Regions from separate parts of the Rattus norvegicus genome. Here region 1 is linked to region 2. Evidence: chromatin contacts called from public Hi-C data. All regions are on one chromosome and are shown on one strand. The core of a region is the stretch at or near the end of the contact, and the rest is flanking DNA. Distances in the headings are between cores, read along the strand shown.

Region 1 (2,804 bases), core at 193-2,692, 61 kb after region 2:
TGAAGAATACAGAGGACAGTCTAAAAGAAATGCAAACGGGGCTGGGGATTTAGCTCAGTGGTAGAGCCCTTACCTAGGAAGCGCAAGGCCCTGGGTTCGGTCCCCAGCTCCGAAAAAAAGAACCAAAAAAAAAAAAAAAAAAAAAAAAGAAATGCAAACAAGGGAAGGTATCTACCCCCCCCAAAAAGGGGATCTTAGAACGACTGAGAAAATTAACAGTGCTCAAACCGGCAGAAACTTCGAAAATTATAGCGGAGGAAGAACAAGAAGGGGAAGTAGATTATTTTCTAAAGGGGGTGGAGGCGCCAATGACTGGCGTTACAAATGTACTTCGTGGGGCTGGAAAGATGCCTCAGCGGTTAAGAGCACTGACTGCTCTTCCAGAAGTCCTGAGTTCAAATCCCGACAACCACATGATGGCTCACAACCATCTGTAATGGGATCTGGTGTGTCTGAAGAAAACTACAGTATACTCATATACATAGAATAAATAAATTTTTTAAAAAAATGTACTTCGTGTCCCTAGTGGAGTGGAATAGAGACTGAAAGGACAAAAACTGCAGGGCAAAGTGAAAGAGAGGCGAAGAAGTCAAAAGAAAGCCAATTTCTCTAGCCTCTTTTTGAATGTCAACACCATCAAAAGACGGACGTTGAACGCGCCTCGGCTTCCCGGCAAACTGCACTGCTATATAGCTTTTGAAGACACCCTAAAAATCACTTTCTTACAAACCCACACAACCTAGAGCGTTGCAAACGGACATGAACCAGCGGGGCTCTCTCCGCGAAAATCCTTCCTGCCAGCATTCCCATCAGCTGCTGCTGTTTTTCCCCCCACAACAAGTATTTTTTTTTCTCAAGTACTTCTACAAAAGAAGCTCCCAACTCTCGCAAAGACCAGTCGGTGGGTCCGGGTAACAATCATTCTAAGTCATGGTGGATTCCCGCACACAATTCGACCGCAAGATGCCAAGAGACGGTGACGTGGTTGCCTTGCAGGTCAAAGGAGCATCAATCACCACGTTAGCAGCCGGCACCGAATCCCCCGCCTCCCGGGCTCAGTCAGCCTGACTCAGAGCAGCACCCTGTGCCTCTCGGCTGCTCCGGGCTCCTCTGCGCCCAGCCGGACGGCCGCCACACCGGACCTCAATCGTCGGCTCGCCCGGTCTCTGCCCCGAGCGGGAGGAAGACCGACACCAGGAAGGAAGCGCCCCAAAAGGGGAAACGAGGAGACGGCTGCGCAGCCGCTGCGCTCCGGTCCGAGCCTTCCCCGACCCGCGAGCGGCCCGCCCCGGCAGCCCGGAGCAGACCGGGCCCGAGCTGCCCGGCGCGGCGCGGGGACGACGGAGCCCCCGCTCACTTCCCGCCCGCTCTCCTGCACTCACCGCGACGTGCCGTCCGCTCCCTCACCCGGCCTGGCCCGCCTTGTGCTGCCGCCCGCGGCCGCCAACCTCACTGCTGCTCCCTGACTGCGGCGCCCGCTGCCCAGACCGCCGTCCCCCGCCGCAGCTTGGCTCGCCCCGCCGCCGCCCGATCGCAGAAGCAGCAGAGCAGCCTAGCTTCCGCTCCTCGCCAGGGTCCCGCGAGAACTTCCCCACGCGGCCCCGCCCCGCCGCGCCCCGCCCCCGCGAGACTTTCCCCGGCGGAAAAGGCCCAGAGCGCAAGCGCTCCTCCTCCGCTCCGCCCGGCAGGTAGCCTAAGGGGGACTTCGCGCATGCGTCAGCTCGCCCCGCAGCAGGTGGCAGGGACTCGGCTCCGCCCCTGGGCCGTTGTAACCCTCTGCGTGCCGGAGCAAGTGAATTACAGCTCTGCTCTAGCGGAATAGCGCTTTCCACACTCGAATAGCGTTCTTTCTATCGAAGCAAAGCAAAGAGGCCTCGAGGAGGGGTCGAGGGGCGGCAGATCTCAGGATGGTTCGACCCAAATAGAGGACCAGATCTAGAAATGTTTGGGAATCTGGTTCGTACAACCTGCAGTGTTTGATGAACTGTTTGATTAGTCCGTTCACCGAGTGAACTACATACCTACTGTAGGTAAACACTGTGCTGGGTAAAGAAGATGAAACGACGAGCAGAGATCCTGGCCCTTAAGCGATTCAATCAATCGAGAGAAGCACCAGAAGAGTAAACAAGTAATGTCTTGGGCTGGAGAGACCTCTCAGAGGTCAAAAACAAAACAAAAAACAAAAAAACAAAACAAAAACGCTTGCTGCTCTTCCAGAGGACCTGATTTCAGTTCCCAGCACCCACATCCCATGGTTCACAACTGTCTGTAACCCCAGCTCCAGGAGATTTAGTGCCTCTGGCCTCTGATGGCACCGGCATTCACCTGCACACACCCTCGTGCAGACACACACACACACACACACACACACACACACAAACTATAACACTTACACATAGTACTTTGGGGGAATGCTGAGGAAGCCAAAAAGATGGAGAAAGGCTGGCTCTGTTCCTCTGCCCACTGCATAAAAGACTTAACAAAGAAGGTGATGTGCCGCCGAGTGCTGAGGGTGAGTAGGAGTTGCACAGCACAGGAGCCAGGGTAAGCCCATAGCCGGCAAACGGAATAGCACAGAAGAACAGAGGGATGGATGGAGGCGTGAGAAAGTCGTGTTCTGTGCCATGCAAAGTACATAGATTCCTATGTGGGGCTGCCGGCTATGGGGGAGCGGTAGAGGAAAGCTTGGAGAAGTACCTCTCAGTTCCAAAAGCTCTTTCCAATTACAGGAGAGCACGAACACATCCTATGCTAGTGCGTTCTCTAGAAGCCAACGAATTTCAGTTGAGAATACCCACCTCTGC
Region 2 (2,818 bases), core at 259-2,758:
TGCTATCCTTGTGTGCGTGTGTGGGTATGGGTATGAATGCATGTGCATGTATGTGGAAACCTAACGTCAATGCTGGATGTCTGCAGTATGTCTCTCACTGGACCTGGAGCTCACTGATTACACTAGGCTGGCCGGCCGCAGCTCCAGGGATCTCCTCTCTCTATAACTTCTGCACTGTGGATCCTCACTCAGGTCCTCTTGTCTGCGTGGTAGTTACCAACTGAGTCATCCACCCCGGACATTTTATTCCTAAAGTGATGGCTTACTAACATCTTTAAATGTTTTCTGTTTAACTTTAAAAACCACATTTTCTAGATATGCATGTGTGGTAGGCACAGGCACGGTCAGAGGGACTCCTGAGACTCAAAACACAGGTCACCTGGCTAGATAACAAGTGCCTTTACCCACTGAGCCATGTCATCAGCCAGGGTCTCAGTTAGCTCAGGCTGATTTTGAGCTCACTATGTAGCCAAGGATGACCCAGAATGTATAATCCTCCTGCTTCAAGCTCCTAAGTGCTGAGACTACACTCAGTTGTTGGCAGTGCTTGTGCTAGAGATGGAACCTAGGACTCACTGTGCTAATCAGGCATTTCTATCTCTGCCCTGGGTCTCCATCCCTGCAAGGCTGTCTTTCATGGACGGCATAGCTGGCCTTCCTGCAGGTGCTCGGGTAGAGGTGGTGGTGCTGAACACAGGCCGGTCTCCAGCCCAGCACTGCCCAGGGGCCTGGCCACTCCCGACTGTCTAATCATTGTCTCCCCTTCCTGAGCTGTTTTACTGCTACTTGGAGCAGTTCAGGCAAAGGAAAGACATACAAGCTACTGAGAAGTCTAAAAATGCTAATTCTACAAACCAAGACTCTGTATGACCCTTACTTACATGTGTTTAATCAAAAATGTAAAAAAAAAAAAACCCCAAACCTAGTTATAAGAAGAAACTGTTATCATACTCAGTTGAAAAAAAAAAGTTTGAGGCAAGCCTGGTCTATAGATAAAAGTTCCAGGACAGCCAGGACTACACAGAGAAAAATCCTGTCTTACAAAGCAAAACAGAAAAGTATGCAAACCTTCTGAGGTATCAAAGCTCACCCAAAGCTCTCACCTCTGCATTCAGACACAGAACACAGCTTGGTTCTGGTGCCCAGAGCTTAAGGCCTGTCATTCCTTTCCATGACAGGGAAGTGAAGGCACAGGACTCGGAGTTCAAGGCTGGTCTGAAGGAGTGCACTCCTTCACTCATTAATCGTGGTGCTAGTGATAGAAGCCAGGGCCTTCAATGTACTACAGTGAGCTCTACATTGAGACCCTGGTTGGTGTATTTAAAAGACAAAAAAAGCCAGGACTAGTGGGGTGACTCAGTGAGGCCTTCTGCTCAGACCCGACAAGGTGGGGTTTAAACCTCAGACCCCACAAGACAGCAGAGAAAGCAAGCAGACTCCTGACAGTCTGTCCTCCTCTTCCCTGGCTCGGAGTCAAAGACACTGGGCTCCCTCACCTCGTTACAGATTAATAATGAGGAGGAGGGAACAGCTGGCCATGCCTGTAAGCCCAGTACTCAGGAGACTGAGACAGGCGAACTGCCATCCATTTGACGAGTTTCTGCTACCCAGCAAGTTCCTGGACAGCCTGGGGTGCAGAGAAGAGTCTGTGACTGAAGAGTTTTGGGGTAGGCTTCTGCAGTGACACAGTAACTAGAAGGGGAGGATCGGTCAGATGTCTAACTCTGGCTGGCTTGGAAGTCACAGAGATCCAGCTGTCTTTGCTTCTCACGTGCTAGCTTAGAGGCCAACTCCTGTTTGGATTTTTGAGAGGACACCCACTAGGCTCATGGAAACCAAGTGTCGGGTCCAGGTGAGCAGTGAAGGCAGGCGGGATGAGAAGTGGTGCAGATTAAACTGGCCCTGGGTGCTGTCAGTTCCCATAGGTTCATGACACTGCAAACCTAAAGCTCGGATCTGCTACAACTAGGTTAGAGCAAACACTAGGATGTCCACAGGAAAAGACAGGTTAACATCTTCCCAGCAGCCTTACAATCCAGTCAATGGCTGCAGCTTCTCTGGCAGCTCCAGCAGGAAATACTTACTTGACTGACAGGGAGAAATCCCCAGGAGCGCTCTCGCTCTCTCGGATCAGGAAGGCCCCGTCATGCCGCTGTTTGCTAAGCATTTCTTCTGCCTTTGCTCTGGGGATTTTGCCAAAAAACCACCTAAGGAAGGAAGGCAAGCCAGTCAACATCTGCCTCCCCACAGAGAACTGGGTGGGATGCACAACCTGGCATGTACATGGGGACACTTCTGTCGGAGAGAAGGAGGGAGGGCAGAGCAGGGCAGAGCATTACCTGCTGGCCTCTTGCCTAAGGCTCTGGGGCTACTGTTTGGCTCAGGGCCTTCCTGAGTGACAGAGCTTTCAAACAGCTTCACCCACTCCACTCTACAGATCATGATTCAAGGCAGCAACAAGGGCCACTCTTCAGGCTACAAGGAGACCACTCCTAACATGCAGTCTGAAAGCCAGTGCCCAAGGCCAAAGCTGCCCTGCCTCTCCCTCACTCATCAGGTGGTACCTAGGGAAGCCCAGATACCCAGGATAAGGGCAGAGGGGAAGACAGGCCCTTGGAAGCCATTTCATCATAACAGGAGTGCAGGGCTGGCTGGCTGACATCTGACTTGGAGGTGTGGAGTCTGCGACAGCACAGAGGGAAGCTGGACTGTGAGGAAGTAGACTCTAGGTTGTGGTTGTGGTGTCCCTTTATTCCCAGCACCCAGGAGGCAGACAAAGGCTCTGTGGTTCGAAGTCAGCCTCGTCTACATAGTTTCA

What was found. A called contact is a pair of places that touch in the nucleus more often than the background predicts.
Region 1: a contact with region 2 is called in a Hi-C map of liver, with 5 times the contacts expected there. The contact joins the promoter of Grb2 here to the enhancer-like site in region 2. A contact is called at or near these places in 6 of 12 Hi-C or Micro-C datasets (frontal cortex, kidney, liver and 1 more) and 1 of 1 datasets of contacts at active chromatin or transcription factors (oligodendrocytes).

The regions. Positions count from the first base shown.
Region 1 is chr10:101,446,696-101,449,499 of GRCr8, forward strand. It overlaps Grb2 (growth factor receptor bound protein 2), which reads right to left and starts at 1,443. Exons shown (of 6, transcript NM_030846.2): 1 at 1,383-1,443.
Region 2 is chr10:101,385,878-101,388,695 of GRCr8, forward strand. Grb2 (growth factor receptor bound protein 2) reads right to left here. Exons shown (of 6, transcript NM_030846.2): 4 at 2,085-2,207. Among named protein-coding and RNA genes, the nearest start is that of Slc25a19, 21 kb to the left of the region's middle. Within about 2 kb of position 1,509, at least 18 of the 93 cell types and tissues checked have an H3K27ac peak or open chromatin away from gene starts, as enhancers often do. A contact at or near this core is called in liver, where this site is marked.